Linked DNA regions of Macaca mulatta: region 2 is linked to region 1. The links are chromatin contacts, called in public Hi-C maps. All regions are on one chromosome and are shown on one strand. The core of a region is the stretch at or near the end of the contact, and the rest is flanking DNA. Distances in the headings are between cores, read along the strand shown. Region 1 holds the start of KATNAL1 (katanin catalytic subunit A1 like 1). Region 2 has its middle 100 kb from the start of TEX26.

Region 1 (5,298 bases), core at 1,155-3,654:
AGTAGAAATGGGGTTTCACCATGTTGGCCAGGATGGTCTCAATCTCTTGATCTCCTGATCTGCCTGCCTCAGCCTTCCAATGTGCTGGGATTACAGGCGCAAGCCACTGCGCCCAGCCTACACACATCTCCTAAGTGAGAGTTCCATATCCAAACCTCTTCCTTTTTCTTTTCTATTCATTATTCCAATGTGAGCTGCTCTATTCTCCCCTGTAGCTTTAACTACTTATCTGTATGCAAACTTCTAACTCCAGCCTGCTCTCTCTGAACTCCAGACTCAAATGCATCTCCACCTGAATATCCCACAGGAACCTCAAACAAATGCTTACAACTGAACTAATATCTCTTTCACCCTAACAAAAAACCAGCTCCTCCTCATCTCAATCAGTGGGTTCACTATTACCTCAGTCGTGCTAGCCAGAAAATGAGGACTCAATCAGCTGAGAGCTCCAAATCTCTCTAACTCCCAACATCCAAACTCTATCAAGTCATACCAATTTTATCTCTTAAATATTCCCTGAATCCATGTCTTTCTGTAACTCCAACGGCTTAGTTCAGACTCTTTATTTCTCTACTGTTTTGTTCTATTATACAACTGGCTTTTCTACTGCCTATAATCTTTCCCCACCCAGGTCCATTCTCTACACTGGAGCTGGAATTATCTTTCTAAAATACAAACCTAACGACACCACCACTCGAGCTAAAATTCTTCAATGGCTGCCCCATGTCAAGAAAAATTCTAAACTCTGAATACGGTGCCAAGTACTTTAAGATCTGGCCTCACTCACTAATAGTGAGCATTCTGGGATCTCGTCATTCAGAACTACCTAGCGTTCCCCAAATACAAAATACTCATTCTTCAATCTATCCTTTGTTCGTGTTGTGCCATCCATTTGTCCTAGAATGACTTTCCTCTTCATCACTCCAGTGAAAGCTTATTCAACTATTTCAACACAAGTTAAAAGTCAAATCATACTGAAGGCCTCCCCTGACTTCTGTAGACAGAGTCAGGATCTTTCTACTAATTGACAGAGAAAATGGTCAGTGCTTGAGATCATGACCAGACCCACCTGGGCTGAAATCCCAGGTTTACACTTGACCAACTATGATTTTGTGCAGGGCCTCTAAAGCCTGTTTCCTCATCTCTAAACATCAGTAACTACTTCACCAGCTGTTTTGAGGATTTACTGAGGAGCTGCATGCAAAATACTCCGCACAGCACCTGACATATTCAATAAATGTTACTGTTAGGTGATTATTTCCTCTGGGCTCCTATAGCAACTTGCACATATCTCTACCACGCTATTGGGATGACATGACTGCCCATGCAGGATACAGACTATCTTTTTTCATCTCTTTATTCTCACCACCTGGCATAATGCCTGGCACATAGGTTCTTAACAAATTTTGAATGAATAAATACTTCAAACCTTATATTCTATCACATAACGCCTCAATTTTGTTTTCTACCTGTCTTACTAAACCTACTTTCCATCTCCTCCTTGTACAAAATTGCTACCTCAAGTAAAATTTACACAGGTCAACTTCATTTTAATTAAGAGAAAGTTTTATAGGATTTGTGGTCTTGTTGTTTGTTTTTAAACACACACACACACAAACTCACAATAATATCAACAATTCTCCAACTTACTCCATAAAGCAGCACATTTCTAGGATGGTTATCTACCCATTGAAAAATTTTAAAGGGTCGTCAAGGAAGGTTTTCTAAATCTGTGTCAGCTTCCTTTACCACCAAGTCTTGAGTCAACTCTAAGGACTCAAGTGTACTCCTGAACATAAAAAATATATAAATAATTAATTAAATAATTAAAACATGGTATTTTTCCTTCCGAAAACATGCTGAGAAATTCTGAATAACACTGGAATAATCAAAGAAAATAATTATTGCTTCCTACTGCTAAAAAAAGTATGTTTTTAAAAGTTACTAGTAATTTAAAACTGAACTAATCAAAGTATGTGTAGGCAGTGTTCAGGCTGGCGGGGGGGGGGGTGGGGTGGAGCACCCATTTCACAACCTTGAACCTCAAGAAATAAAATGCAAAAACGCTAAAAGTTAAAAATGCCAGATCCCACCATATAATAGCAATGACATCTTTTTATCTAATTCTACACTTAACCTTTAAACATTACGGCCCTTTGGGTAATTACCAATTGATGGGTTTAATATGCAAATACCTCTGAGCTACTTTAAAACAAACATGACTAACCCAGAAATAAACGTATCCAGGAAAAGAGAAAAGCCTGTGAAAACACGGTTTCTCGGGTCTCACATCCAATGTATGACATACATACGGTTCTGCACCGAGAGGCAGCAACCTGCGAGGGTCAGAGGCGCCGAAGACCCGAGGCCCTGCAGCTTGGGCGGCTGCTCATCCCTGAGACTGTGCAGGGCGGTGGCCCAGTCGGGGTGGGGCTGAGCGCTGTAGCTGGGGCGGTCCCAGCGACTGAGCTAGAAGCCCGAGGCTCACCTCCACTTCCCTTTCCCAACGCACACAGCCCAGGTCCGCGACCACCCAACAACCCTCTCAAGACAAAGAGAGATTTTTTTTTCTGTCCCGGTCCGCTCAAAGTTTATCAGTCTTTCCCGGCGGTCGGGGCCGCCGGGCTTTGTAGTTCGGCAGTCCGAGCTACCCCGCCAAGGCCGCGAGCCCGAGGAGTCACTGAACTACAATCCCCATGATGCACAGCGAGCCTGGCGCTCCCGCGCCCCTCCCAGTCCCCGCACGGGAGCCAGCGCCCGAGGAACCCCGCAGCCCACCGCCCTAGCGTTTCCGGCGGTGGGAGGCCGGGAGGGGCTATCGGCTAGAGCCCCGCACTACCTGCTGTATCGCTTGAGCCCCTGTCCCTCGGATTCATTACCTAGAAGGCGCAGGTCCGGGCACAGCCGGCGATGCGGTCCAGATGGGTTGGGGGTGGGGCGCAGGCCGCCGCCGCCGCCGCCGAGTCCGTTAGTTCGCGACGTGCGTGAAGAGGCGGCGGCTGCGTAGGGTTGCCATGGCAGCCCCGGCCGCGTGGTGGGTGCAGCGCGGGAGGGAGCGCTGAGGCTGTGAGTCCGCTCTGGGGCGGAGCTTGGGACTCCAGCCCAGGTTGCCGGGGGAGGGAGGTGCAGCGGCGCGGGGTGGGAGAGCAGGGAGACAGTGACATTGAGGAGGACGTGTGGCCGACTGAGCTCTGGTCGTGCTTGATGAGCCCGCCTCCACCGCGTCCAGCCCCCGTGGCGGGGCACCTTCGAGCCTGCTGTTTTCGGAGGGGATGCCAGTGGCGTCGAAGGAGGGGGCACCGGGGCGTCGCAGCGCCCTTCCCCCGCCGCCTGTCCGGGCTTCCACCGCTGGGTCTGCCCCCATGGGATGTGTGGATCCTACGCCACCTCAGTATTTTTCTGCAGTCAAACCGAATTGAAGTCTTTCGCACCCGCTTTCTCCATTCCCTGGGGAGTGGGATGGAAAGGAATCCTTTGATAAGATGGAATGCATATGGCCTTTAGGATTATTCAGGAGGTTTTAGAACTTGCAAATGGCATTGCTTTCGACTGAATTTGGATTTATGCTGTTTCTTGGGCAATCGTTTGTGGACTCTAGGATAAACAGGTTAAGAGCGTGGGCTTCTAAAACGAATTCTTAGTTCACGTCCTGCCCCTATACTTGGTAGCTGATGACCAGGGGCGCGTTTCTCACCTCTTAACGCTTTGATCTGCAAAAATGGAGATACCCATCTTGCAACTCTTGTAAGAAGTACATGCATTAATACTGATGAAGCTCTATAAAACAAATCTTAGCATTTAACAATAGCTATTAAATATTAATTATTTAATCAATAGTGATAAAAGTCAATAGTGGTTGGCCGTCGGGAAGGAGTTTGAGAGAATTTTTTGTAGTGATGAAAAAATTCTATAGCTAAGGGTTTCGGTTACAGAAGTATATGCATTTGTCAGAACTCTTGGAATGGAACATTTAAGATTTGTACATTTCACTGCATGTAAATTTACCTCAAAACAGCACATAAAAATGTGTTGTTATTATTAGAGCTATAGACTGTAATAGAAACCACAGAGATATTCTAAGCCGAATCTCTAGATTTTATAGATGAGAAAACTGAAGTCCAGAGATTTAATTGAAAAAAAGAGGAAGGGGAGTGAATTCGTGACCTTGTCGTTTTCTGGTAATGAGTATCTCCTGAAAAATTATGGTTGACAATAACAAGGCACTATGCCTGTAATCCAGCTGAGTCATCGTACCACAGAGATTTTCTTAAACTTGACTGAGTCCCTTATCCACCTTTTGTTGTTCCCCACGGACAATGTCCTCTCAAGGACTGCACCGTCACTTCTGGCTCTCAGTTCTGGCTTTTTCTGAACACTTAGACTACTCCACATATCACCTCTTAAAACTCTTTTCTCTCTACTCCTGCTGACACATAATGTCGAAATCAGCGCCTTTTCTTTGGTTGTTTCTATAGCCAACTCTTTGGAAGGTTTGGAGCAGATGAGTGGTTTTAAATTAAGGATGTAAAAAACCTAAAATTAGAAATTCCTGCTCTTAAAAGTCCTTCAATTCCTCCCGTGATATTTTTATCCACCTACCACCTACCCCCATTTTTTCTTTTTTTTTTTAAATTTATTTATTATTATTATACTTTAAGTTGTAGGGTACATGTGCATAACGTGCAGGTTTGTTACATATGTATACTTGTGCCATGTTGCTGTGCTGCACCCATCAACTCGTCATTTACATCAGGTATAACTCCCAGTGCAATCCCTCCCCCCTCCCCCCTCCCCCCTCCCCATGATAGGCCCCGGTGTGTGATGTTCCCCTTCCTGAGTCCGAGTGATCTCATTGTTCAGTTCCCACCTATGAGTGAGAACATGCGGTGTTTGGTTTTCTGTTCTTGTGATAGTTTGCTAAGAATGATGGATTCCAGCTGCATCCAAGTCCCTACAAAGGACTCAAACTCATCCTTTTTTATGGCTGCATAGTATTCCATGGTGTATATGTGCCACATTTTCTTAATCCAGTCTGTCACTGATGGACATTTGGGTTGATTCCAAGTCTTTGCTATTGTGAATAGTGCTGCAATAAACATACGTGTGTATGTGTCTTTATAGCAGCATAATTTATAATCCTTTGGGTATATACCCAGTAATGGGATGGCTGGGTCATATCTACCCCCATTTTTTCATCATTACCTGTAACCTCCCACTATCGTACTATCTCTCTGGTCCCATCTGTCCCCTCCTCTCTTCTCTCTTTATACAACACTTTTATTTTTATCTCCTAATCTG
Region 2 (5,298 bases), core at 869-3,368, 710 kb after region 1:
GGTTCTTAATTAACAGCCCTGAAATGGAATAAAATGTCAATCAAGGGTGACTCTGTGTAAAGCTATATTTAAATGTTAAAAAGTCGTGACATTTTCAAACAATATTTCAGGCCTCATTTGATGCTCATTTTAAAAATCAAATTTTCATTAGATTATAAAAAGGCTTAACGTGAACGTCGCATTAAGGAGCTCATGTTGGCATCTAGCATAACCTCAGGTTTTGTGTAAGAGAAAAAACAAGTTTATTTATAAAGCAGAAGCACTGACTCTGCCTGCCTTGTCACCTAATCGCCTTTTGGTTTTCAAGGTTTTCACAATTTGCACGCTTCTTAATTGCCATGTATCCTGGCAATCAGGAGCCCAGTCATACTCAGCATAAGGAAAGCCACCTCTGCAATAGCTGACAACGGCCAGGGGAACTTGGTTTGTCACCACATGCCACAAAGGTGCGTGACTGTCCTTGGGGCAGCTTTAGATTTGTCATACCTGGCCCTAGATCATGCAGTTGAAGATCTTTCGATAATATTCATCTGCATTACATTCGACATACTAAGAGAACTGTTTCTGTAGAAGGTTAAAACACTGACTTTTCTACCCTTTCTGAGCTGTTTCCTCATTGCCAGGACTTGAATGAATTTGGAACTGTTCCAGTGCTCAGTGACTTCACTGTTCTCACCTTGTGGCATAACTTAGGTAGTTGGGCAACTCCCCTACCCTTGCCTGGACTCTTGCTGTCAAAGCCCTCCACTGATAAAGTCTAGGCCGATCACACCCTAAAGCATTTCTCATATGTATGGATTTGTTTCTTATCTATACCTGAAGAATGGCGCTGGTGAGGTACCACCTTTGGGAGAATTGAGAACATCATCTCTGAGATAATTCTCTGTGCTTTGTGGCTCAAATGAGTAGAACAGTTCCAAAGGGAGTGACATCTGCGTGAGATCAGTGGGGGGACATGCTGTATCCTCCCGGGGACAGCCTTGTTCATTTAATTCGTTCATTTCAGGCTGACTGTGGAGTAGACCCAGCCCTGATGATAGCAGACTTCCAGGAGCTGTTGGTGAGAAGGCTTCGGTGTGTCCACACAGAGCAGAACTGAAATTTTTCCACCCCGTGCAGATCAAACACCGCAGCAAGTGAAGTGTTTCAGAGTCCTTCCTAAGCAAACTGTAGTTTTCCCCAGAATGTCACAGGAAGTGCTGCTGGTGATTCATCAGGTTAAAATGCTCCTCATGAGTCAGAAGTAAAGGGAAGCTGCTGCTCTGTGTGGAGGGCGAAGAATCGTGGCTGGCCCTGAGGGTTCCAGGGGTGGGGCGGGGCAGAGCTGCTTACTAACCGATTAGAACGTTCCAGTAACAACACTCGAATGGCTGCTGGAAAACACAGTGAAACCCTTGCCTATGGAAACCTTTTAATAAAAGAATAAAAATAAAATAGGCTTGGAGATACAACTTGCCAGAGGGAAACCAACCAGTAGAGCTGCCTTTCCCGTAAGTCCCTGTTGCAGCCCAGCCAAACCTCTGGCTGCCTGTTTTATTAGAGTCAGGCCAAAGGCCCATCAGGTGCCTCCAGTTTATGACTTGGTTTAAATCAGTCAGTTGAACTGGGGCTGAGTGGTCATCTGGTCTACCCACTAGCCTCTACAGCCACTAACTTCAGGATATCATCTCTAACAAAGTCCTCAATCCAAGACTGAATTGAATGCTAGGAGTAGGGAAAAGGGAAGGCACAGTAGGGTCATGGCTGAAAGCTAAGCATACATTTGTATCTACTTAGGGAATTTTTAAATCAACTAGAAAAATCAAGATAAAACACATGTGAAATGATTTTAAAGTGCACATTTAAAAAAAGGGACATAAAACACAACCAGTATTGCTGCTTTCTACTCTGATACTGCTCTTAGCCCCCTAAGGTCAGCCACCCATCTCTTCGGGTCGGTGTGTGAAGTGACACAGTAGGAAGATGGGCACAGAGAGAGCCCCTGGTCCAAGCCGGCCGTCATTCAGCTGAGAAGACGGCATTCCTGGAGGCTGCACGCACACCATGCCGCCGCACCCTCTCCAGCTGATCTGTGGCCAAGCTGCCTCACAGGCAATACTGAGCATGTTTTATATAAGGGTTTCAAAGCTGCTGCCGCTGCTGCCACTGCTGCAGTGGCTGTAACCTGGCCTTCAATGTCTCTGTCTAGACAGATGCATGATTGAATAAAGGATTCATCCAAGCCCTATGTCACCCTGGCCATCTGGAAAGTCGCCAACCACTCATTTAGCAAATTGCTATGTTTAAATGCAGCTGCTGTGTCTCAATGTTTATGCTACCAAGACAGATCGCATGATTCCTCTTCTTTCATTTATCTACACCGCTCCTTTTAATCTGCCTAGGAACTTAAAAGGCTGTTAATGCATGACAAGGCACTTGACCCGTGTGATTTCCAAGCCAAGGGGGAGCATCCGTCTTGCACTGGGTCGTGCTTTCCTCAAAAGCAAGGGCACCTTGCCTGTACTCCCGTCTTAATGAAGGCTGCCTTTATTAAGAATCCCATTAAGCTCCACAGTGCCCAGCCATCCGACACTGTAAATATGACCCTTTAGAAATGCATCCAGGGGCCCTGTGCAGGCAGCTGGCCTGGTAGCAAGCACTAGCCCTGGCAGTCGGGAGGGAACCTCAGACCTCAGCTGTCTATAGAAGGGAGGGCATTGTTTGATGGGCTGATGCTTCTCTCCTTTTGGAAAGATGAATTACAATCTTTGGCAGATAATGTCAACAAAACCCCTGAGATGATTTAAATAAGAGTTGGAAGCAAAATGATTTCAGAATAGCAATGAGCTCTTGGGCGTTTTACCTTGGTTTTCTTATTTTTAAGGAGGAAAAGGAAGGAGACAGCCAAGATTAGGCAGTTTGTCACCTGGATATCACTGGTCACTTTGGCGTGGTGCTGACTATTATCTGTTATTTATCAGATTAAATAATTTTGGTGACCACTGCTTACATAAATTGCCTACCTCTTTTGGGGGTCACAATATAATTAAGTCTGGAAGTCAGAAGTCAAAATCAGTGAGTGTTTATCAAATGAATATCGTGTTCTCAGTCCTTAGCTAGGCCCATTGGAAAAGCAACAAAACAGCACAATAAATGATCTGTGCCATTAAATCCTATTGGGAGACAAAAAGAAACAAATACAAGAGAATCTAGCACAGTGAGGAGTGAGGATGTGGTCTTCAGAACCAAATCCCAGACGCAATTCTGAGGTGTTCACCTTGTGAGCCTCAGTTTCCTCACTGGCGAGAACAGGTGGACATATCTCTCTCCAAGTTATTTTCAGGAGTGATTGAAACAGTCTTTACAACGGTAAGAACCCAGCGGATTCTATTAGCGGTAGTCAGAGGGTGTGGGATCTTGACTGTAAACGCTAGAGGAATTCAGAAGAAATAAAGAACATTTTGGACTGAGTGAGCAAGACCATCTTTGTGGGTCAGCTTAATCCTGAAGGAAACAAACTCTGGGGAGGGAAAGTGCATCGGAAAAATGGAACAACTTGAGCAAGACACAGAGACAGCAGGCAGAAAAGAGGTGGGGCCACTGGGTGGACTAAAGGAAAGAGCTCTCGGCCGGGTGTGGTGGCTCAAGCCTATAATCCCAGCACTTTGGGAGGCTGAGACGGGCGGATCACGAGGTCAGGAGATCGAGACCATCCTGGCTAACACGGTGAAACCCCGTCTCTACTAAAAATTACAAAAAAAAACTAGCTGGGCGAGGTGGCGGGTGCCTGTAGTCCCAGCTACTCGGGAGGCTGAGGCAAGAGAATGGCGTGAACCCGGGAGGCGGAGCTTGCAGTGAGCCGAGATCTGGCCACTGCACTCCAGCCTGGGTGACAGAGCAAGACTCCGTCTCAAAAAAAAAGGAAAGAGCTCTCATTTTCGTGTGTGGGGGTGGAAATGTTGAACGAATGACAGGCCCCATGGATGGAAGGCTTTGAAAGTCAAGCTGAAGGGCCCTGATCTAATCTAATTGATAACAGGGCTCCATTGTGATTTGGTTAGCAGGAAAGCTGCAGAGTGATAGCCATGGTATCAGTGAACAGGGTGGTTCCCTGGAGAAATGCGGGCTGGGAGATGGGTTCAAAAGCTTCATACTATTCCAGGCTGACGGATGAGGGGTCAGTGGAGTGGCCGTGGGGTGGATGGAACTGAATAAAGCTGGCATTTCCTTCCATGTTCAACAGACCTGGTGACTCCATAAACACTGGGTAGGAGACAGAAGGAAAAGGAAAGAGAAAATGGTTTTACAGAGCACCTTTTCCACGCCAGACACTAGGCTAGATACATTCCAATCATTCTTATCGAGCTCCAAGCGTAGGATCCCAATCCCAGCATACCAAGAGAATGGAAGGCGCTGCAAGCAAATGGAGCTGCTCAGCTTCCCGGCTGGCCAAGCTAAGGCCCAAGGTTTGATGCTGAGTATGTTGAGAGTGAGGTGGCTTTAGAACAGCCAAGTTCCGGCAAGTGCAAGCATCCTGTTGGAAGCCACAAATCCCGGTTTGGGATTCAGGGAGAGATGTAGTCATGAATATCATTGGCTTAGGGAAGACAGCTCAGCAGTAAGACTCGAAGAGCACTGGAGGGAGGAAGTGTTGGGGTAACAGAGAGGAAAGGAGCCAGCAGAAGCCAAGGGAGAAGGGATGTCTGGAGGGAAGAGGTGATTAGCAGCTGAACATTCAGGGAACTTGAGGAAGAAGAGAGACTGAGAAAACCCATGTGATTTATTTATTAGAAATGGAACCAGTGGTGAGAAAAATGTCAGTGGAGGATCAGGGAGAGAAGCCAGATTGCCGGGCTCTAATGAGGGAGTGTGAAGTGAGAAAATGACACGTTAGCTAAGGAAGAGAGACATGGAGGGAAGGGAACAGTATATGGTGACTTTTTGAAATTAAATGAACTTCTAAATGGTGCTATAATGGCATGAAAAAGTGACAGAACCCAATGATGCTGATGCAATTCCCATTAATAGTTATGCACTGGAAAAATCTTACATAAGACACTTGACACAGAATTTTTGGTATATGTCATACTGAGGTTAAAAAAAATAAAAACCCAGCAGGCTGAGATTTTATTTGTACCCAGACTGAGATAGTTTGGTGGGAAAATGACATGACCTACTGTGAATTCAACTAACACCATAGCTTGTTCCAGCACTGATGGACCTGAGCTCAAAGACCACACGATGTTTAGCAAGCCCAGCTCTGCTACTCATGACTTCTGTTCCCTTGGGCACATCATTCAACCTCTTTCTGCCTCAGTC

Evidence for each region. Hi-C and Micro-C count contacts between places; a contact is called where the count stands out from the background.
Region 2: a Hi-C map of fetal cortex germinal zone shows a contact between it and region 1, with 2.0 times the contacts expected there. The contact joins the enhancer-like site here to the promoter of KATNAL1 in region 1. A contact is called at or near these places in 2 of 14 Hi-C or Micro-C datasets (fetal cortex germinal zone and fetal cortical plate).

Annotation. Positions count from the first base shown.
Region 1 is chr17:10,162,724-10,168,021 of T2T-MMU8v2.0, forward strand. It overlaps KATNAL1 (katanin catalytic subunit A1 like 1), which reads right to left and starts at 2,405. Exons shown (of 11, transcript NM_001194119.3): 1 at 2,313-2,405. LOC144336230 (a long non-coding RNA gene) reads left to right here and starts at 2,755. Exons shown (of 2, transcript XR_013407847.1): 1 at 2,755-2,892.
Region 2 is chr17:10,871,268-10,876,565 of T2T-MMU8v2.0, forward strand. No RefSeq gene overlaps it. Among named protein-coding and RNA genes, the nearest start is that of TEX26, 100 kb to the left of the region's middle. Within about 2 kb of position 2,119, at least 18 of the 40 cell types and tissues checked have an H3K27ac peak or open chromatin away from gene starts, as enhancers often do. A contact at or near this core is called in fetal cortex germinal zone and fetal cortical plate, where this site is marked.